Regions from separate parts of the Mus musculus genome. Here all the other regions are linked to region 2. A link is a contact called in public promoter capture Hi-C data. All regions are on one chromosome and are shown on one strand. Each heading gives the region's core, a stretch centred on a gene start, on an enhancer-like site or on the middle of the called end of the contact. The rest is flanking DNA. Distances are from core to core; before and after follow the strand shown. Region 1 has its middle 20 kb from the start of C1qtnf2. Region 2 holds the start of Mat2b (methionine adenosyltransferase II, beta). Region 3 overlaps Ccnjl (cyclin J-like). Region 4 has its middle 19 kb from the start of Slu7. Region 5 has its middle 37 kb from the start of Fabp6. Region 6 has its middle 11 kb from the start of Mir146. Region 7 holds the start of Ccnjl (cyclin J-like).

Region 1 (2,769 bases), core at 109-2,608, 2.8 Mb after region 2:
ATACTCATGGAACAACAGGTAGGGCATGGGCTGGTCCTGGGAAGCGTGGGCCCAGTGCTAACAAAATAAGGTTTATTTAATCATTCTCACTGAGTCCACCACAAATGCAATGGGGTGGGTAAGTGTCTAGAAACCAGGCAGTACTCTGTGGCCCAAACAGATCAACAGGTGGGCAGGGGTTCTGCCCGGGGTCCCCGCAGAAGGGTCAGCCTCTGAGATGGACTGGCACCTTCATTTGTAAACAGTTTTTTCTTTTCCTTTCTCTAAAAAAAAAATTTTTTTTAAACCAGGCATGATGATGAGAATCCCAGCACTCAGGAGGCAGAGGCAGGTGAATCTCTGTGAGTTGGAGGATAGCCTGATCTACATAACAAATGCCAGGCTAGCTAGGGCTACATGGTAAGACCCTCGTTCCTAGTCCTGTCTGTGGCTTCTTGAATGCCTTGAGAAGCTGGGCCTGTTTGCGGTCTTCCCTTTATGTAGGTACTGAAGAAGACCTAGAACTTGGTGAGCCTTTAATCCAAAGGCTCTCTCTCCTTCAATACACTCTTTGAAAAGCAGCTTCCCGCCTCACGGTTTTCGAGACAGGGTTTCTCTGTGCAGTCCTGCTGTCCTGGAACTTGCTCTGTCAACTGGGCTGGCCTGGAACTCAAAGAAGTCCGCCTGCTGGGATTAAGGCCTGTGCCACCAGACCCCAGTTCAGTGCATTCTTTGAAGGGCAGCTACCCCCTTCTGAAGCAGCCTGGAGAACCCCACCTCTGATCATGACAGTGCAGAGAGCTTCCAGCCCACACTGACAGACAGACCTTAGGTCTCCCCTGGCAAGTGCGTGTTGTACTCCGTTTACATAAGGGCTTTTCCTCTGCAGGTTGATGATCAAAATTATGGCAGGGGAGAAGTCTGACACCCATCTCAGACACAAATTTTAAAAGATGACCAAAGACTCAATAATATATACAGATAATATTTTAATAGAGAATGTTAGTAAATCAAGATTAATACAAAAACAAAGAGCAAAAGTCAAAGTTGGGATTGACAGGGCTGGAATTAGGGTGAGGTAAAGGAGAGACAGTGCGGGGGTGGGGGCGAGTCGGTTCTACAAGTACAGAATGCATCAAAGTTACATTGGAGGCTTGACAACCACCCCCCCAGCCTCCCCAGCTCCCCAGCCCCCCAGCCCCAACCCACTCTCTCCTATCCCCACCCCACTCTTCACCCCCACCATAATAGGAAGAAACGGCTTCCGGGCTGCATGTAATTCTTACTTGTGCCACTAGAGGGAGCACACCTACCGCACAAACCTCCAATAAGCCACAGGGGGCTGGAAAAACCAGCAGGCCTCTGCAGCAGACAGTTTCCTAGCCTCAGAGCCCAAGACAAAAGGGAGAGTCTCAGGCCAGGGTTCTAGGGTGGCTGTGATCTTGTGCTGGGAAAAAAGAAAAAGAAAGAAAAGGAATAAAATCAGTCTCACCTTTTCCAGACATCTGCACTTGGGACAGAGTTTTGAGCTCCCTGTTTGTGTCAGAGACCAGCCTGAGATGGGGCAGGAGTACCAGCTCTTGTTAAGCAAGAACGGGGTCCAGTCCTGAGTGTCTTGGGGTCCCCTGTGTGGTTTGGGTGATAACGTTTGTGACTTCAGCAAAATGAACGGCTGGGCCAGAAGATCTCAGGACCAATGTAGGCATCAAATGTTGATCTCTCTCTCTCTTCAAAGCAGTCAGGAAAGGACGACAACACACGCACAATGAGTAGCATTGCTGAGGGAATCAGCCAGCGTCTAAATCTCCACACTCAGGCCTCTGCTTCTACTGAAGACGTGTGTGTGTGTGTGTGTGTGTGTGTGTGTGTGTGTGTGTGTGTACACGCATGCACACACTGAGGCCAGAGAAAAATAGCGGGTGTCCTGATTTACCATTTCTCATCTTATTCCCTTGAGTCCGAATCTGTCACTGAACTTGGATCTCTGCTGATGACTGACAATCCCCAGCAATCCTCCTGTCTCTGTCCCCAATAGAACTAGAGTGACAGACTTGTGTTCATGCATGCCAGGCTTGTATGTGAGTTTGGGGAAAATCTGTATTTAGGGCCTTTTCTGCCCCTAACCTGCTTTTCTGGCCAATGCTTTTACACACTGAGCCATCTTCCCACCCCTCAGTGAAGACTTCTGTTATAACAAATCACTGTCAAATCTCCTGAGCTACACTAGAAATGGCGGCAACGTTTACTGAACACTGGCAGCAGGCCGCCTTTGATGTGTGCGGACTGCTCCACAGTTCACACTATTGTCAGCAGCTTCCAAGACCACCAACCTCACTTCATAGACACGGGGAAGCAGAGACCACAGATAGGGGGCCCCTGTGAGCAGGTCTGTCTACCCCATGCTTCCCAGCGGGAGGAGCCTGATAAACCAGAACTGTCTAGGCTTTGACAAGTTTCTGAGTAGGATAGAGTTGGTTCCGAGGGGGTCTCAGGTCAGACCTTTGAAGCCATTTGGTACCACAACCTACCCAGGCTTTCAGAGCAGTGGCTCGCCTCTCCTTGGGACCCTCTGATTCCATAGTCTGAGAGTCACAGACCCAGCTCCTTGCACATGGGTCTGATGACAGGAGACCCTACGTTAGTGTAGCTCCCTCACTCTTCAAGAGCTATACCCTTTCCCTGCTGTAGAAACAGAAGCCTAAAAAGAACTTTCCAGAAAAGGCCACAGATAGCTCAGGGAAAATGCCACACCCTCCCCCACCCCACATTTAAGACATTCTTCATCTACTT
Region 2 (2,812 bases), core at 214-2,713:
ACACGAATACATGCTCATACGCACACACCTTTGGTCACATGCCGTCACCAGTCTGGAACTGCAAATACATTCGAACTTTGGCTAAGGCCCAGCCATTTGGAGATAATATTGAATGTGCATCACGCAAATGTAAAAATTTCCCATTATCAACTGGTTGTGGTGGCTCAGATCTTCAATCCCAGCACTCCTCGAGGCAGAAGCATCTGAGTCCAAGGCCAGCCTGGACAACACATACTGAGTTCTAGTTTGGGTTTCTATTGCTGTGTGAAAACATCAAAGCATTGTTTGGCAGGAGGTACTTAGCTTACCATTTCCACATCACTGTTCGCCCCTGAAGGAAGTTAGGACAAGACCCTGGAGGCAGGAGCTCACACAGGCCTTGTGAAAACTGCTTAATTCCTCAGCCAGCTTTCCTAAACAACTCAGGACTATAACAGCCCAGGGGCTCCGTCCTCCCAAGTCAATCGCCAATTAAGAAAAGGCGCTACAGGTTCACCTAATAATAGCCTAATCTTATGGCGGTATACTCTTAACAAGAATCCCTCATCTCAATAGGGACTCCCTTATCTCTAGTAACTCTAGCAAGCACAGGACCCTCCCCCAAATTAAAAGTTTGCATTAAAAAAAAAAAAAAAACTGGCCACATCCTAGGCGTTTTTATATCAGCAAGACACATTAGTTCATCGACTGTGCTGGATACATTCTGTAGGTCAGTAAGTACTTAACGGGCTTGAAACACGGGACCGTGGACCAGACTTGGAAACATGCTGGGGGAAGTTTACCAGACATGCAATTTCTTTCAGCAGTCTTCCACCACGCAAAATACAGCGGTTCAGAAAACGTAGAAGCTAAAAGCCCAACACTGGAATTCCTGCTCAAACCTTCCTGAATAAACTCGAGGCGGTGCCCGTCTGCCTACCAGGGAGCCTGAGCGTTCACAGCACCGCACAGTCGGAAATCCTGACAGCCTTAAAAGTGCCTCAAGGAACCCGCCCCGTGCAAACTATGAATTCACCAAGTTGACCCCGCCGACACCGCCATTTATGGAAAGTCACTCTCCCCCTGTCCTTAAAGATCCAGGAACACAAAACAAAGATGATGACTACTGAAACGGGAGCCAGCCCGCGGGAGGCGGCGGGAGGCACCGGGAGTCTCCACCTCCGCGCTCCCCGGGCTGCAGCGGGCGTGAGCGCAGCCCTACAGGGAGAGAGGTAAACAAACTCAAAGGCGCCACCCCGGCTCCATGCCCCGAAGCTCACCTCCACCAGCTGGCAGCAGCCGGGGACGAAGTGGATGGAGAGCTCCTTCTCCCGGCCCACCATGCCCGCAGTCTTTGCGCCGCTTCAGTCGCGACCGCAAGCTCCACTAGCGCAGCACTGCCAGGGGCCGCAGCGCCCGCGCCCTTGGCCCTCCTCCCCTAGGCCCAGGCCGACCCCGGCTGCCGCTTCCGGCTTCCGCCGCCCTGGCCGCGCCTGTTGATTGGCCGCCTCTCGCCACGCGTTCAAAAAGGGGCGGAACCTCAAGGGACGCTGTCAGCCCATGTGCCAGTTCTTAAGGAGATAGAGCGTTAGAACGCAGGCACTGGTGCCAAGCGATGGATGCAGGCTTCCTTGGGTTTAAGAGTGTTGGCTTTTTTGTTTGTTTTTTTAAAATCTCTCCTACTTATTCCTTCTTAGTGAAGGGTAAGGAATCGATTCGCCTAGGTTTGCAGACTGCGAAATGCCTAGGAGTCAACCAAGCATGTATTATAGAAAATAGACTAAAACATCTGTAAAGTTAGGAGGCAAGAAGGTAAGGGTTGTCCCGTGAACACAGAGCTAAGGCTGGACTGAGTTGGTTTTAGGCAGTCCGAACCTCAGGCTGGCCTTGGGCTCAGAGAAAGACCTGCAATTTCTGATCCTCTCTAGTTTCCTTGTCCAAAGGCATCAAAGGGTTACAGGAGTGAACAACCAACCTAGGCAAGGTGCGGTTCGTCCTTTAAGGCAAGAAGAAAGAATAAAAATAGGACTGTGCTCAGAGTCATTAACATCCCTGAAAGCTATGTTTTTCTGGAATGCTAAAAAAAAAATGCTGTGAAGTTTGAAAACTGTTTATTTTTAGCTAATTAAAAATAAAAAGGTGTGGGAGAGAATGTTACTTTCTAAAAGGCAGGTTCTTCGTATTTCCCCCCCCGCAGAACCACAGGAGAAACTCAACTGTGCTAACAAGCCCAGTCAACTTTTAAGTAGATTTAACAGGCGTCCTGGCTGCCCTTTGGAGGCTTCACTTAGGGGACGACGACGCCCGGGGCTGCTGGAGCCAAGCCAAGGAGGAGCTGCTAAGACTTAAAATGAGGGAGCCAAGGAAGGGCGGAATGCCAGGCGCTCCTTCCAGCCCTGTGTGGTTGTTCAAAAGTTAATCAGAAACAACAGCTCGCAGGGTCTGACTCAGCTCTCAACTGTAACCTGCAGGTTACAAGCTCCGAAGCACAGCAACAGGCAAGCCAGTGAAATTTACCCTGAAAAAAAGCCCGGGCACACTTTTTCTCCGCCCACTCTCTACCCAACAATCTATTCCCATCCAGACACCCACGATAAGGGATTTCAAAACTCGCCCCAAAACGTGACCACTGCCTGAATTACCCCCAAAGGCCTCATTTTCAGAATCCTTTTGGTTTATTTTTAGACTAAGGATTAAGCTGCCCCTTGGGAAAAGTTTTCCTCAGTCAGGTGATAGTTTTTCTCCCACCCCCCCACCCCACCCCCCCCCACTAAAGAATTTATTCCCTCACTCTTTGGAAGAGCAAACAAAGGCAGCCTAAGGCTCCCTACTT
Region 3 (2,935 bases), core at 284-2,783, 2.9 Mb after region 2:
GGTAGAAACCAAGGCTCAAGACATCAGGAACTTTTCTAAAAAGGACAGAAGAAAGGGGGACCAAGCAGGTGACTTGAAATGGCCTGGTAGGTCTGGGCTCACAGCTGCAGCCTTTGCCATTCACCTCTGTGCTTGGTGGTACCAGGAAGACACAGGTCAGCAGACAGGTTGTGCAGGCTCCCCAGTCCTCCCCTTCCTGAGCCAAAGACCCACATTGACTGAAAGATTGTGTCAGCCCTCAGGACTGTCCCTGTGTCAGGAAGTGGCTCTCCGTAACTCATAGCAGTGGCCGTGTTGCCTCTCTTGTTCCTTGTTTCTGCTCCCAGCAGAGGTTGGAACAAAAGATCCAGGGCCTCTGGTTTCTACACCTTTGGCCCTGCAACTTGGTTTGCTGTTGTTCGGTACCAGAAGCCCCATCAGACCCAGCCCGTGTGAGTGGGAATGGGCGTTATACTCAGCAGTCACTAAAGGAGCTTGATTCATGCCAGGACCCTGCTCTCCCACACAAAGCCCTTACCCCACCCTCGCCCTGGTGCCAGCCACGCATGTGACAAATGTCTCCTATCGCATAATCCTGGATTTCAGTCCCTAGAGTTATTTAGGTCACTTATAAAGTGGGACACAATGGAACCAGGGATTGGCTCAGGCTACCCTATGAAGTCATCATTCCTATTTCTGCATCCTGAGGCAGCGACGTCCTCGCAGTGAGAAGGGAAGCCTGTGTGTGACCCAACTGGCCAGATGCCACCACCAACCCTGGGAGGCATTTCCACAATTTCCTCTTGAGGAAAACAGATACTCACAGCCTCTCGGCTCCGCCCTAAACGGGCCTCAGGAATTGATTCCGGCCATCGGAAGTGTGCTGGCTCTCATTCCTCCACCCATCCGTCCGTCTGTCCGTCCGTAGGTCCATTCATGCATTATTTATCCTGCCTGCCGTAAGCACACACTGGAGACAGCCATCGACTGAGTGCCTTTGCTCTTCAGAGAGATGAGGAAGAGGAAGGGAGCTTTCTCTTTGTTATTAAGGGAGGAGGCAGTCCAGCCAGGCAGGGGTCTCAAGTCCACCTTCATGCCAGATGAGCTCAAAGCTCCAAAGCTCAAGGACCGTGGTACTGAAAGTTTGTCCCTCCAGGATGATCCTAGTTTCAACATCTTCCCAGAGACCAGAGATCTTGTACCCAGCTGCAGCAGGCCCATAGGAACAGTGGGGTTGGGGGCTGCCTGGTCCCCAAGCTCTGTGGCTGTCACAGCTGCCTTTCTTTCCCACAGAGCACAGAACACTGATGTAGAGGGCCCTTTTTCTCTTTGTCCCTGGCTCTCTGACTCTTTATCAAGGTATATCCAGAAATCCATCCTTGTACCTATAACTGAGGATGCTGCAAATTCTGGATGAAGCAGGATCTAGAAAGAGCTCCATTCCCTGTACACGAACCCAGCATGCCACCTCAACTCATCTCATTATTCCCATGTCACAGGCCAGGGCCAGAAAGCATAGGCCCAAGAGGCTGAGACTAAGCCCAGAGTATATGGCAGTGACCTGGCTGAGGCTCTAAGGTCTTGTAGTGTGCATGTCTTCAGTGTGTCCTGACTGCTGTGCTATGCTATGTGGTGAACAGTGTCTTCAGAATGATGTCCTCAAGTGGTTTCTGGGCTAGTGTCTGATCAGCTTTTCAGCCATATTGCTCCATCTGTGTCCCAGTTCCTGGAAAGAGACTTCTTGTTCCCTGCCTTGGGGAAAGAGTAGGAAGTACCCTCCCTAACTGCCACCATTAACAACAAAAAGGCTGGTGTTGGCTGTGTGTGTGTGTGTGTGTGTGTGTGTGTGTGTGTGTGTGTGTGGTTTTTGTGTGGTTTTCAGGTGAAGGATACCTTCACCTGAATGTATCTTGGTAGTCTGCCACACTTTTTATTTAAATTCTATTGTTCATAGAAAGAGCAGCTTCCTGTTGATCACACAGTTTTCCCTAGAAAAGCCCTGGAATCCCATCGCTCATCAGCATAAGGGAAATGGAAGAGGAAAGTGTTTGTGGAGCTCAGGGTGGTGACTAGACAGGAAGAGGCTGCAGTTGGCCTCACACCCAGGCCTATGGGAAACCTACACCCACAGTCATCCTCAAAAACTGTGGGTTGCCTTGGGACCATGTATATGAGGTTCATGCTTGTGATATAGAAAGTTCTAGACTTTAAAACCATTTGCTCATTTATGAAAAACAAACAAACAAACAAAAACAAAACAAAGCTATCTGCTGAGTACCATCCTTAGGCCAGAAGCTGCTCTCTGCTCTCTGGTGGTTTTCATAGCAGATGTGAAGCGAGCAGCCAGGGTTGATCCTTCTTGGATGCAGGGTAGCCAGGTTGGGGGGCAGAGAGGGAGAGTGCCTACTGCATAGCAAGTGGGGCGCAGCAAAAAACCAAGAATCCACCTCCCATAAATGACAGCTTGGTGGACAGATTCTCTCTCTGTCTTGTGTGCTAACCACTGGATGGAAGCAACCCCATCCCTGAGGAGACATGAGATCTGGGGAAAGATTCAGAGCCAACACTGCTCTCTGTCTCAGTTCTATCCTCTGGGCATTGTAATTACCAACTGGCCGAGTTCAAGGTGCCATAGATAAGGAAGGAGGCTGGGACTGCAGCTTCCACTCTCCCAACCCAGTACAGCCTGCGCAGTGGGATGAAGCTGAAGGTGCCCTGTGTTGGAACGATTTCTATTACTTTTAAGAAGAAAATATCTTCTGACATTAGCTACCACACTAGCAGCTCATCTGTGCCCAACTGACAGGACTCCCTGGTACAAAAAAATAAAATAAAATAAATATCATATTCTGGAAATAATACAGCAGCAGCTGCTACCGCTGACGGGCACACCCCGAGTGTCAGGGGTTCCTTTGTCTGGTATATTCCCTGGGATGTCCCTTGAGCCTTCTCCGCT
Region 4 (3,086 bases), core at 105-2,604, 2.8 Mb after region 2:
TATGGCGTGGGTGACGGCAGCCACTAATGGCATTTGTGCAGTAACAATGTAAAAGGGAGAGAGAGCACAGAGGAGTTCCTGTTCTGCCGACCTTCGTGGTTATCCATGAAAGGAAGGAAGGAAGGAAGGAAGGAAGGAAGGAAGGAAGGAAGAAAGAAAGAAAGAAAGAAAGAAAGAAAGAAAGAAAGAAAGAAAGAAAGAAAGAAAGAAAGAAAGATCTAACCAAATTACTTTAAAAAAATTAAATAAACACCCGAACATTAAATATGGTCTGATAGGTTAGGAACTGAGCCAAGAAGAGAGAGGTCCTCCCACCTGTAGTGGGTTGGCCTGATGGTGCTTCTATATGAATGCTAATGTTGGTTCCTTAAGTCTGGTTGCCCAAGAAACAAGAGTCCTCATGTAGACACCCTGTGAAGTTGCCCCCAAATTATTTCTGACTGGTAAATTAAGATGCCGACAGCCAATAGCTGCTCAGGGTTTAGGATTCCCTGGCTGAGGGTCAGAAGAGGAGTCCTCATGTACTCACTATGTGACTTTGCCCCCGTGTTATTTTCTGACTGGTAAATAAAGATGCCGACAGCCAATAGCTGGGCAGAAGAGAGGTAGGCAGGCTTAGGATTCCCTGGCTGGGGGTCAGAAGAGGACCATGAAGAGAGAGGAGAAGTCGGGGAGAAAAGAGGAAGGAAGGAGGAGAAGCCTGCCATGGGTTGAGTGAGTCATTAAAAGGTGGCCCTGAGTTCTGGCCTTTTGGAGTTAAGAGCAGCCCAGATGAAACAGTAAGTAGTAACTCAGGTTATTGATAGGAAAGTAGAGTCCAATAGCATAGAGAGTAGGCATCTGCCCAGCTCTTGTGCCGTTTTAAGCTTCTTGCAAATATAAGTAATGTGTGTGTGTGTGTGTGTGTGTGTGTGTGTGTGTGTGTGTGTGTGTGTGTGCTATCTGGGAACTAAATGGTCAAAGGCAGGGTAGAAACCCTGGATTGGGATTAAATAATTTCCACAACACCCATCCTTAAGGACAAACTGACAGTGGCCCCTCCCTTCTCTGTGAGGGTTGTTACCAGGAAGCTGATGAGTTCCCAACACCACTGTGGATTATGAAGGAATGCAGTAGAAGGGCAGAGTGTCCTGCATAACACTTGCCTTCTAGATTTACTCTCTGGAGTTAACCTCAGTGTCTACTCCTGTCTCTCCCATGCTGCAGATGCGACAATCCTGAGAAATACCTAAGTACAGCCCATTTTTAGAATTATGTCAGTGCTCAAAGTCAGTAAAGCCTGCTGAGGGTTTCCTGCACCTCACCACACAGACTCTGAAGACACTCCTGTGGTAAGATGAGAGGAGAGCCCAGTACCCAGAGTGCACCAACCCCGGCTGCTTCTCCTGCCCCTATTCCTTCACCCGATATCTCCACATCACACATTTCCTTAGATGTACTTGTCTAAGACAGTTCAAAGGTTTCAAGTGACTAGAGTATAAAGTATAAATAAGATGGCCTGCATATGTGACACTCACACAAACAAACAAAAAACACATGTACAAACTTTCCATAATAATATCCATCTTGGCACAGATCAACCATATGTGGTCTTTTCTGACTTCTTTCTTAAATTAGTTCAGACAGATAATGATAGATTGTAACCAGTAGGTGTCACTCACTATCTGCAGGTTTGGGTGGACACAAACTTCTGAGATATGTTAACATTAAACATTTATAGAAAAGGTATTAGGGGCTGAAGACAGGGCTCAGCATTTAAGTGTATGTATTGCTCTTACAGAGTGTCTTAGGGTTTTACTGCCGTGAGCAGACACCACGACCAAGGCAACTCTTATAAGGACAACATTTAATTGGTCTAGCTTATAGGCTCAGAGGTTCAATCCATTATCATCAAGGTGGGAACATGGTAGGGCCCAGATAGGCAGGGTAGCTGAGAGTTCTACATCTTTAGCTGAAGGCTGCTAGCAGAATACTGACTTCCAGGCAGCTAGGATAAGGATCTTAAAGCCCACACCCACAGTGACACACCTACTCCAACAGGGCCACATCTTCTAATAGTGCTACTCCCTGAGCCGAGCATATACAGTCATACAGAAGATCCAAGTTCAGTTCTCAGCATTCACAGGAGTAGGCTCACAACCACCTGTAACTCCAGAGAAACTCTGTCTCACAAAACCAAAATAATGGTGATGATGACGACGATGACGATGATGACGACGATGACTGGCCAATTGATTGTCTCTTTTGACCTGCCCAACATTCGTTGGTTCATTTGCTGACTTTCATCATAGTGTCTTTATTTTGCATGAGACACTTTCCTTCCCGGCCTGCCAGTCCTTCTGGTCTGTTCTTGGCTAACCAGATTCAGCCCCGGTACTTTCCCTGGAATAAGGGCGGAAGATGCCGTCCGTGCTAGATGCCCAGGATGTGTCTAAATCTTCCAGGAACTGCAGCCAACAGTCAAAGGGGAAAGATCCCCGTTCCGTTGTTCCAGCTGCTAAACGCAGCCATACTCACTGCTCCCGCTCCACTCCTTGAGGCCGCACGTTCCCTGTGTTGGAGGCAACTTCCCATCACAAACCATCCAGAGCCCACTTCCTCTGCCTTCCAATATTAGGACTGAGTAATGGGGAAGGTTCCATTCCAGTTTTGTTACATGGTTTGGGGCAGCTCTTACTTCTTCTGGGCCTCAGTTTTCTCCACTCTACAATCAAACACTTGGAAAGGTTTTCTCTATAGAACCTTTTTGTTTTCCCCCAAAAAAGTCATATTTTATTTGCTTAATTATGACTTTTTTAAAAATGCACTAGCTGTATAAAGACATTTTCCTAGCTCTACTCAGAAGTAGGGATCTGGTTCATGGTATCTGAGGATTTTTTGATAGAACATCAGTTTGATTGGAATGGTCACAAATCCATTAATTACATCCTAACCAAAGCCCTGTCTGTTCTGTTTTCAGAACTCGATCTCCCATGACTTTGTTTACTCTTACTGTGTGTATGTGTCATATGTGAGTTTGTCCGAGCACATGTGACATGGCACATGTGTGGAGGTCAGAGGACAACTCTATGGAGTCAATTCCACCT
Region 5 (3,097 bases), core at 442-2,941, 2.9 Mb after region 2:
CGTTTAGCAACGCCTTCAGTTGCTGTCCTTCAGCCAGGAAATAGTTGCTAGGGTAATTCCATGTTCCCTCTCCCTTTAGAAACAAGCTTGTCTACTTGATTTATTTTATTCTTTTATTTTTTGGTTGTTTGAAACAGGGTTCCTCTGTGTAGCTTTGGCTGTCCTGGAACTTGCTCTGTAGACCAGGCTGTCCTCAGATTCACAGAGATCCTCCTGCCTCTGCTTCTCAAGTGCTGGGATTAATGGTGTGTGCCACCATGACCTGGCTTATTTTATTCGTTTTAGTATATCTTATGGGGATAGTATTTGCACATGTGTGGGTGCCCTCAGAGGCCAGAAGTAGGTGTCAGATCTCCCGGAGCTGGAGTTACAAGCAGTTATAGGTTGCCTGATGTGGGTTTAGGAAATTGAACTCTGAAAGAGCAAGTATTCTCAACGGCTGAGCTATCTTTCCAGCGCAAGCTTTTTCTTTAATATTTGTTTTTTATGTATATGAGTACATTGTAGCTGTTTTCAGACACTCCAGAAAAGGGCATCGGATCCCATAACAGATGGTTATGAGGCACCATGTGGTTGCTGGGAAATGAACTCAGGACCTCTAGAAGAGCAGTCAGAGCTCTTAATTGCTGAGCCATCTCTCCAGCCCAAGCTTTTTCTTGTAGTAGTTCCAGCTGTAGAAGCTTCCAGTTGTGCAAGAGCTAGTGGAAGGAAAGGGGCAGCTTACCTTTATTAGAAATTCCGAGAGAAATATAACTGTGTGGCTGCTGGGCTCCGGATCTCTGTTGAGGCACCATATGGGACTCAGGGCGGCCATTTGACCTATCTATCCACATTCCCTTCATCCCAAGGCCATCCTTGAAACCGGGAAGTCCACACAGTCAGTGACTGGTTCTGCAGGCCAAAGAAAAAGGGATGGAGCCATTTAGAGAAGGAAAGAGGAGAAGAGGGATGTGTTAGACATATTTAGTCATTGCTGTGAAAACAGACCTGAAAAAAGTAGAGTTGTACAAGGGACATCGGGAGACCCTGTTTCAAACAAAACAAAACAAAACAAAAACAAAAACAAAAACAAAACACATCACCATAATAATGATATAATAATAACAATAATAATAACAATTTAAAAAATTGATGCTATCAAAATAAGGAAGTGGCTGGGTGGTCGTGAAGCATGCCTTTAGTCCCAACAAAGACATTGATAGGTAGATCTTTGTGAGTCTGAGGCCAGCCTGGTCTACAGAGTGAGTTCTAGGACAGCCAGGGCTACACAGAGAAACCCTGTTTTGAAAAACTAAACTAAATAAAAGAAGATACTAAGCAAGCCATTGGTATACACCTCCTGGATATTCCCTACTTCCTCACGCATGAGCCCTCAGCAGCCTCTGAGGACAGGAAATGGTGATGGTGAATAAAGGAAAGGCACTACGAGGGTCAAGCATTCCTGCCTTCTGCTTCTGGCTGGGCCATTTATTAACCTTCAACTGAGCCTTGTGGTACAGGTTGGTAGTTGCAGATACCCTGGCAGGCTGAGGCAGGAGACTCACAAATTCAATGTCAGCCTGCAGATTTTTAGCAAGATCCTGTCTCAACATTAACATTTAAGGAAAAAAAGGAGTACAAAGAAGTCACACCACTCATGTGTTCATGAGGTAGTTTGAGGTAGTCGCTGTTTGCTGTCGTGCACACCAGCCTAGTGGACTTTGAGTTTCCAGGAATTCTCCTGTCTGCCTCCTACACTGTAGGAACACTGTGTGCTATTATTCCTGGCTTTACATGAATTTGGGAATTTGAACTAAAGTCCTCAAAATTGTGTGACAGGTGATTTACCTGCTGAGCCATCGCTCCAGCTCCCAAAAGGTGTAATCTATCTAGATATGGTGGCCTATGGATTATAATCTCAGCACTCAGGAGTCAGCACTGGGCAGATCTCTCTTGGAGTTAGAGACCTGGTAAGACCATATCTCTGAAACGGAAAAGGACAAAAAAATTAATATTTAGTAAATCATAGAGAAAGCCACAGTTTGTGTGGAATGTCTCAGTCTGTGAGAAGAAAATTTTTTTGTTCAGATAGCTAAAAGGAAAAAATTGTCTTTACTCTCTATTTTTATTTTATTTTATTTTATTTTATTTTATTTTATTTTTGCTTCTGAGCATCTTGTCTGGATGTATGCTTATCACATGCATGTCTGTGATTCTCTGGAACTGGAGTTACAGGTGGTTGTGGGCTGTCATGTGAGTACTGAGAACTGAAGCCAGAGTCTCTGAGAGAGCTACAAGAGCTCTTAACTGTAAGGTAGAAAATTTAAGTTTGGCCCCCTAGACCACGTTGGAGCTAAGAAAGAAAAATAGTTGATCCCTGAAGCAGCCTGTTCTGAGAACTGGCTGACCACAGAACAGGTAATTACACAAGCCGGTTCAGTGACCCTGTTCCAGGACCTGGCTGACCACAAAAGTTAGATTAAAATCCTGAGAACAATCTTGAGAAGTAGCGAGTTTCCCCTTGTGATTTTTGGTACTCCCTTGTGATTTTTCTCTGGTATTCTCGGTATTTTCCAATAATGCCCTCCCTATCCCCTTGGGTTGTGGTTCTTTTCCTTTAAATACCCCCTCTCCCAGCTACTCAGGACGTCATGGTCCTCTACCCCTGTGTAGTGTAGGACTGTGGGCCCCAGAGTGTGACTGGAATAAAAGTCCTCTTGCAGTTTGCATCAAGACCCCTTCTGTTGAGTGATTTGGGGTGTCACCTCTCCTGAGTCAGAACATGGGGGAGTCCTCACGCTGTGGATCTTTCATAACCACTGAGCCACCTCTCCAGTCCATGCTCTACTCTCTTATGCTTAGCGTTTGGGAACTGCAAATTAAACTGACAAGAGACAGACTTATCAGGAGAAACAAAGCAAAATCCCAAACAAAACCCAAGTTTAACCAGGTACCCACAGGAGTTCGCAGAACCATGTGAGAGGTTATTACGGGGCTGAGGAAACAGGTTAGTTGGTAAGAGTGCCTCCTGCTCTTACCGTGAATACACGTTCAGGCCCCACCCAGCATATACACACTGTCTATAACTCCATTTCCAAGGCATGCCCTCTCTAGCCTC
Region 6 (2,864 bases), core at 149-2,648, 2.7 Mb after region 2:
CAAGCAGTGAATAAGGACAGGAGTGAGATTAATAATATTATTAATAATAATTAATAATAACAATAACGTTGATTCTGCTCAAAAGTGCAATACAATACCAGGAACTAGAGAACAAAATATCAGCAACCAGAAAAGGCTGAGACAAAAAGCAAAGTTGAATAGGAACAGATGAATAAAACAATATTGACTGGAAATACCTCAAATGTGAAGAAAGCACTGTAATAAATAATTCTGAGGCCCATGGGTTTCATGAGAGAAAATTTACATTAATGTCAATTAAAATACAAGTCAAGTTTAACAGAAAACAATGCTTTTGAAAGATAAAAAATTCCTTCTACAGACAAGACTGAAGGAAACCAAGAACAGCCATACAATAAACAAAGTTGTATGTCATAATTCCCATGCACCCCCTACACTCCATATTGGACAATGTAATATTTTTTATTACTGTCACTAAAAGAAAATTGATGACTTGCCAGATAGGAGCCACAATACCAGGATTTAAGGAAGCACCTTACTGTATCACCCATATTGCCATCCCACCCGAAAGTTACAAAAGGCTAAAATTATCTTCCTTTCAGAAATAGACCCATGCTTTAACTATATTACTGGAAATATTTCTAAGCCACTGACATTTTTATATTTACAGCCCATGACAAAAGTCTCACCTACTTTAACTCTAGTGTCACTCACTAAGCATTGAACATCTTGATTATATCTTTAATGCGCCATTCGCTCTGCAATAATCCACTGTACAAAAGCTGGCTGACTCTCAGACAACAGATAGGTGCATAGTAAATCAGCTGGCAAGGACTATTTTTCTAACCCCAATTCTCCGTGTGCTCAAATCCCAGTTTACCTATCTTTTCCAATGTGGCTTTCCTTCTTCTCCCCACCCCTCCTCATTTTGCTGCTTCCGCAGCACCCACCCCCTTGCTGTGGCTGCCTGGCTGGTTTTACCACTCCAATGGACCCCCGCTGCCGCCATCCAGGGAGAGAAGAGAGATGCCAAGAGCCTTCCAGAAGAGCATCTTTCTCTTGGCTCACTGGGGCAGAGGAAGGAACTCACAGGCCAATTTGCATATGCTTTTATTCCATTCCGCACCCAGCGAGCTAACTCTCTCTGGAAAGTCCCTTCTCAATTCCCTCCTCGTGGCAGCTAGGGAGGAAGCGGCTGAGCCGGAATAGAAGGTTCCAGCCCAGCCAGGCTGTGTCAGCATCTTAGGGCAGAAGCCAGCAGCTCCCACCTTAAAGCCAGCAGAGTCTAGACCCATGCAGATGCCCGCAGGGACCCTCTCTTAACCAGGCGGGCTGCTGACTACAGCTAGAATAGCCTGCACGTTCTAGAGAGTTCGTTGCAAGACGGAGTAAGCTCCAGCCTCCCCTGAGGAAGTGCTGGTCAGGCGCTGGGTCCCTGGCTTCCTGTCTGTACTCTCCCTAGCCTGTGGGGAAATCCCGAGAGCTTTGTCGGCTGCCCAACGAGCCTGTTGGCTTTTCAAGTAGGCGTAGGCAGAGTTTCGACCAAAAACCTCAATTTAACATTCGGATGGATAGATAGATAGATAGATAGATAGATAGATAGATAGATAGATAGATAGATAGATAGAGTAGCCTGTGTCCGGGTATTTTAAAAGAGAAAGAATTGGCCTCTGGAGAGGGGCAGGAGGCAGGGAGGGGATTGAGGGGAAAGATTTGTGCCTAGCTTCAGACACACGGTCCTGGATTGGCTCCGCAGGGGAACAAAGAGGTGCTTTCAACTACGAACTGACAGCTTAAAGTGAATGTGGACCTGGCAGGCAGGAAGGACGCTCAGAAATCCATTCGTTCCCAAGCATCCATCTGCAGAAGGGCAGTCCCTGTCTCTGTTGATGGCAGCAGCAACCTCTACATTTTAATGAGGTCCCACCAGACGGCAGGCAGGCACTCTAACAAGTGCTTCACAAACAAGATCTTTCCCGACTCCAGGGTTTTAATCTTTGGTGTGGTTAGGGGTCTTGCCTGAGGTCACAGAATCCTTCCGTGGGTACCCTTCGCTGCTTGTATCCCCAAGTCAGAAAACCCTTACAGGGTCTTTGGAATGTGCAATGACAAAGTTCAAATTCCCAGTCAAGATAAATAAAAATAGCCACCCTGGGAAATTACCCACAGGCAGAAAAGAGACAGGTCAAGATGGTTGCTGCCCTGAACTCTCCAGATGGTAACCATTGCTCATCTTGCTGGGGTAGTAACACTTTGTTTAAACTTCTCTTACACCTAGCTTTTTGGAAAGGAAATATTTGTTGAGCATCATTGAAAGTCAGACACAACGCCCTATTTAATCCTCACCACCACAACAACACACACACACACACATGTAGTTACTATTCTTAATCCCTGGGCTATAAGTAAGGAAATGGGGGATCTAAAAGATGCTTGCCCATGGTCACCCCGAAATTAGCAGAGCTGGGGTTAGAAAGGATGTGTGTTGTCTCCAGGTCTCTAATGTCCCCATATGTTACCTCATACCCCCACTCATGGAGTTCTACACCCTGGAAAGGGGCTTCCTTGGTGTAGTAGAGGCATAGCTCCAGGTATCGGAGTAGACTCTAAGCCAAATTTAGCATTCCCTGAAATCCTGGGTGTATGGAAGAGATGAAGCATCCTGGTAACCAGAAAGTTAAGGTAGAAGAGACCTACTTGTGAAGCTGTCTATAAAAGGCCAAAAGCTACGGCATGTCAGTGACAACCTTATTTTAAAAATGCTGAAACCATTTGGAGCCATTGGGAGCGGGGGCTGGGGAGTGGACAGACACGGATTTAAATGGAATCATCGGTGGGAGCTCTAGCCTGGCCAGTGTCTGCTGATGGTTCCACTACCCGGCTTG
Region 7 (3,113 bases), core at 152-2,651, 2.8 Mb after region 2:
TGCATCTGATTCTTCATGAAGGTCTTAGGTCACATTGATCTAAAGATATGCATACATGATTGCATATATATCACATTTGTTTAATCTCAGGTATTTTTTAAATTTTTATGAGGGCTCATAAATGCTAAAACTTCTTTTCAGTACAAGTTCATCAAAGCTAAAAAAAAAAACATAGAAAAACAAAACAAAACAAAACAAAAAACCCTCAGCCTAGACAGGGTTCAAACTTCTGTGTAACTCAGGCTGCCCTTGAACTCCTAACCCTTAAGCTACAGACAGCCTTCTGAGTGCTAATGTCGCAGGTATGCAGTACTATAGTAGCCTTTCAAAACTAAATTGTATTTTTAACCCGTAAAATTTTACTTGCGGCTTGATGATGGTGGCACACACCTTTAGTCCCAGCTCACAGGACTCTGTAGTCCTACAAGACCTCCCTCAGATCGCCAAGTTCAAGGCCAGCCTGGTCTACAGAGCAAGTCCCAGGACAGCTGGGGCTACACAGAAAAACCATGTCTCAAACCACAACAAATATCTATCTTGTAGAAAACTAGGCAGAAACTAAAGTCTTTTTCGTGTAATTATTTATTGACTGGTGACTTTCTAACGGGCCTAGTGGTAATCCTCTTTCGTGTCCTTTCTCATTTAATCATAATGTATCCCCAGCAGATTATTGTAGTTTGTATCCCTCTATTACCTAAAGCCAAGCTCTAAGTGGTTAAGACACTGGGTGAACAAAAACACCCAGGTAGTTGGTGGACTTGATTTTAAGTTAGTGGGATCACCAAAGGGCTCACAAAAATCAGCACAGCAGGATGTTATGCCATTATACTGCAGGCTCCAGAAAATGCCTTTCTGAAAACAAGTAAATTAAAAGGGCTTTCTATCCCGCAACCTGCCACAAGGACTGTTTCCCTGCAATGCTCAGCATGGATGCACGCTTAAGAGTACAATAAGATACTCACTGAGCCCTCTTTATAAAGAGGAACTCGTGCGTATCCAAGGGTGTCTTCTCTGGGGCTCCTGTGGGAATTGTTTGAAAATCTACCTCCCCATCGCAGGGCAGGCTGAAAAAGAAAGAAAGACAGGTGGAAGCGTCTGCAGGTTGGCAGGAGCAGCGCATGCGGAAGTCAGAACTTTCTGGGGGCGTCCTGGCCGCTGGATCCACGCGCGGCACACGCAGGTGGCGCCGCGTCCCCCGCGCTCCAGGATCAAGGGGGCAGGGTCACTGGGGATCGCCCCCAGAGTCCCAGGGAAGGTGAAGCCTAGCTTTCTGCCCGGGCGAGGGAGGAGGGTGGGCAGGAAGCGCAGCTCAGCGCCGGGGAAAGAAAGACTGCCATTCCCAGCCCCCCGCCCCGCGGGGCGCGGGGTGCTGGCGGCGCATGCGCGAGGCCCGGCCCCCAATTCCCCGAGCGAGGGAGGGAGGCCCCCGGCGGCCCGAACTGCGAGCCGCGGCGGGACCGAGCGCACGCAGGGGCGCGCCGGTGGCCGGGCGGGACGGGCTGCAGAGGCAGCGGTCGCGAGCACGCGAGGCCAGGGACCGGGCGGCCATCGGAGGGCACTACGTACCCGGTGCGGGAAGGGACCCACCACCCGCGGCCCCCCACGCCGGGACAGCGATGCGTGAGTCTGGCCCCGGCTCGAGGGCAGGATGTGCGAGCAGGACAAAGGCTAGGCGGCGGGGGAGGAGTTGGGGACTCTGAGCCAGTGACCCAGCCAGCCCTGGGAGAGCTACTACAGCCCGCAACTTTGCAACTTTTGCAGAGGGGCACATTGGATATTCTGCAAGTTGTTGCACACAGTTCCAGATAGCCCCAGGTTGGGCGGGCGGAGGGAGGGGAGCGGGGACACTGCTGGCTCTTCAGGACAGCGGGCGACAGCCAGCTCCACGGTGCAGGGCAGGAGGGGGCGCCCGTCCCGGACTGGGACAGGGACCGAGGAGGATCAGGGTCACTGAGGGCAGGGTGAAGGAAGAGTCTCCGATCGCTGAAGCTCCTGGTGTCCTCGCAGGGTGCGCCCCGAGATCCCGGTAGCTTCATAACTGCGGCGGTGATGGATGAGCCGTGGTGGGAAGGGCGCGTCGCCTCGGACGTACACTGCACTCTGCGCGAGAAGGTCAGTTCCTCCCCGCCCTTGTCACTCGCAAGGACTGGGTATTTAAAGTCACTTTCGGTCTCCTGTGGGTGTCTTCAGGATGCCCCGCATGGGAACTCAGCACTCTTGGTGCCCTTTTATTTGTGCGCCTGCTCTTTTACCTTCATGGGGAGTGTGGTCTTCTTCCAGGCAAAGGACCTGGAGATCCAAGAACTTGAAGTCGGTTTTTCACCAGCCACCTAAATGAAGAATAGTTCGTATCCCATTGGATTTCCTCCCGAGGTTACTTTACATGGTACAAGAATGGATTAAAAAAAAAATACTGTGTATCCATTACAGTGTGTAATTCAAAGACACATAATACCACCTACTATACATAATGCTGATTTTCCCTATCATTGTAATGATGTTGTAGCAATTTCTTTTAAAATATAATTACTAGACTAGTGCATAGCTCAGTGGTAAAGCAGATGCCTAAATAAATCTATGCAAACGTAGTAAAGTTACAGTTCGGTGTAAAGAAATATTAGGTAGATGGTGGGAATTCATTGTTAAGGCAGGAACTGAATGAAATTTAAAAGTCTGGCCTGGGGGCAGTCCTAGCACTGTGGAGACAGCAGAAGGATCTCCACAAGTTCAAGGTCAACTGAAGCGTCAGGAGGAGCTCCAGGAAGCACAGGGCTACACAGTGGGACACTTTGTCTCAAAACGAGAGAAAGAAAAGACACACTAGCCTTAACCGAAAGAGGTTGCAGACTAGAAAGCTAAGGGAGAAAACACAAACTCCCCTGCCAGTTGGCCTCCTGTGGTAGAAGGTGGGCTGGCTGAAACTTGATCCCCCTCTCAGTTCACCTCCTGTTGCTGAGGCTGCTGTTGGCCACTGGGAAACTGGGAAAACCCAGAGGACTGAATGAAGGCTTTGCCTCTTTCTTCCTGTACCTGGGCTGGGAAGGATTGTTTGGAGACTTGGTGTGAATGGAAGCAGAGCTACTGTAACAAAGTACTAGAGGCTGGTGGGCATC

What was found. Promoter capture Hi-C pulls out the DNA fragments that hold promoters and counts their contacts.
Region 1: a contact with region 2 is called in a promoter capture Hi-C map of hippocampal neurons, with 9 times the contacts expected there. The contact joins the enhancer-like site here to the promoter of Mat2b in region 2. A contact is called at or near these places in 5 of 39 promoter capture datasets (cranial neural crest, hippocampal neurons, liver and 2 more), 3 of 115 datasets of contacts at active chromatin or transcription factors (astrocytes, embryonic forebrain and embryonic midbrain) and 1 of 9 other capture datasets (adipose tissue).
Region 3: a contact with region 2 is called in a promoter capture Hi-C map of cranial neural crest. The contact joins the enhancer-like site here to the promoter of Mat2b in region 2. A contact is called at or near these places in 6 of 39 promoter capture datasets (cranial neural crest, hippocampal neurons, liver and 2 more) and 4 of 115 datasets of contacts at active chromatin or transcription factors (astrocytes, embryonic forebrain, embryonic stem cells and 1 more).
Region 4: a promoter capture Hi-C map of the HPC-7 cell line shows a contact between it and region 2. The contact joins the enhancer-like site here to the promoter of Mat2b in region 2. A contact is called at or near these places in 11 of 39 promoter capture datasets (the 3T3-L1 cell line, 3T3-L1-derived adipocytes, the HPC-7 cell line and 8 more), 2 of 484 Hi-C or Micro-C datasets (the G1E-ER4 cell line and LSK cells), 13 of 115 datasets of contacts at active chromatin or transcription factors (the SCID.adh cell line, acute myeloid leukemia, differentiating embryonic stem cells and 8 more) and 2 of 9 other capture datasets (adipose tissue and embryonic stem cells).
Region 5: a promoter capture Hi-C map of liver shows a contact between it and region 2, with 5 times the contacts expected there. The contact joins the enhancer-like site here to the promoter of Mat2b in region 2. A contact is called at or near these places in 4 of 39 promoter capture datasets (the C10 cell line, embryonic stem cells, hippocampal neurons and 1 more), 4 of 115 datasets of contacts at active chromatin or transcription factors (astrocytes, embryonic stem cells, large pre-B cells and 1 more) and 1 of 9 other capture datasets (embryonic stem cells).
Region 6: a contact with region 2 is called in a promoter capture Hi-C map of pre-B cells, with 21 times the contacts expected there. The contact joins the enhancer-like site here to the promoter of Mat2b in region 2. A contact is called at or near these places in 10 of 39 promoter capture datasets (the C10 cell line, cranial neural crest, embryonic stem cells and 6 more), 3 of 484 Hi-C or Micro-C datasets (B cells, Th1 cells and group 2 innate lymphoid cells), 4 of 115 datasets of contacts at active chromatin or transcription factors (large pre-B cells, memory CD8 T cells and stem cell-derived neural progenitor cells) and 1 of 9 other capture datasets (liver).
Region 7: a contact with region 2 is called in a promoter capture Hi-C map of pre-B cells, with 5 times the contacts expected there. The contact joins the promoter of Ccnjl here to the promoter of Mat2b in region 2. A contact is called at or near these places in 8 of 39 promoter capture datasets (cranial neural crest, embryonic stem cells, hippocampal neurons and 5 more), 1 of 484 Hi-C or Micro-C datasets (the HL-1 cell line), 5 of 115 datasets of contacts at active chromatin or transcription factors (astrocytes, cardiomyocytes, embryonic stem cells and 1 more) and 1 of 9 other capture datasets (embryonic stem cells).

Annotation. Positions count from the first base shown.
Region 1 is chr11:43,492,888-43,495,656 of GRCm38.p6, forward strand. No RefSeq gene overlaps it. Among named protein-coding and RNA genes, the nearest start is that of C1qtnf2, 20 kb to the left of the region's middle. Within about 2 kb of position 1,359, at least 52 of the 459 cell types and tissues checked have an H3K27ac peak or open chromatin away from gene starts, as enhancers often do. A contact at or near this core is called in hippocampal neurons, where this site is marked.
Region 2 is chr11:40,691,219-40,694,030 of GRCm38.p6, forward strand. Mat2b (methionine adenosyltransferase II, beta) reads right to left here and starts at 1,464. Exons shown (of 7, transcript NM_134017.2): 1 at 1,260-1,464. The coding sequence starts at 1,322.
Region 3 is chr11:43,569,123-43,572,057 of GRCm38.p6, forward strand. All of the region lies in intron 3 of Ccnjl (cyclin J-like), which reads left to right. Among named protein-coding and RNA genes, the nearest start is that of Fabp6, 31 kb to the right of the region's middle. Within about 2 kb of position 1,534, at least 72 of the 459 cell types and tissues checked have an H3K27ac peak or open chromatin away from gene starts, as enhancers often do.
Region 4 is chr11:43,450,812-43,453,897 of GRCm38.p6, forward strand. No RefSeq gene overlaps it. Among named protein-coding and RNA genes, the nearest start is that of Slu7, 19 kb to the left of the region's middle. Within about 2 kb of position 1,355, at least 17 of the 459 cell types and tissues checked have an H3K27ac peak or open chromatin away from gene starts, as enhancers often do. A contact at or near this core is called in the HPC-7 cell line, where this site is marked.
Region 5 is chr11:43,636,975-43,640,071 of GRCm38.p6, forward strand. No RefSeq gene overlaps it. Among named protein-coding and RNA genes, the nearest start is that of Fabp6, 37 kb to the left of the region's middle. Within about 2 kb of position 1,692, at least 4 of the 459 cell types and tissues checked have an H3K27ac peak or open chromatin away from gene starts, as enhancers often do. A contact at or near this core is called in liver, where this site is marked.
Region 6 is chr11:43,384,118-43,386,981 of GRCm38.p6, forward strand. No RefSeq gene overlaps it. Among named protein-coding and RNA genes, the nearest start is that of Mir146, 11 kb to the left of the region's middle. Within about 2 kb of position 1,399, at least 295 of the 459 cell types and tissues checked have an H3K27ac peak or open chromatin away from gene starts, as enhancers often do. A contact at or near this core is called in B cells, Th1 cells, group 2 innate lymphoid cells and 5 more, where this site is marked.
Region 7 is chr11:43,527,348-43,530,460 of GRCm38.p6, forward strand. Ccnjl (cyclin J-like) reads left to right here and starts at 1,402. Exons shown (of 6, transcript NM_001045530.2): 1 at 1,402-1,620; 2 at 2,008-2,112. The coding sequence starts at 2,050.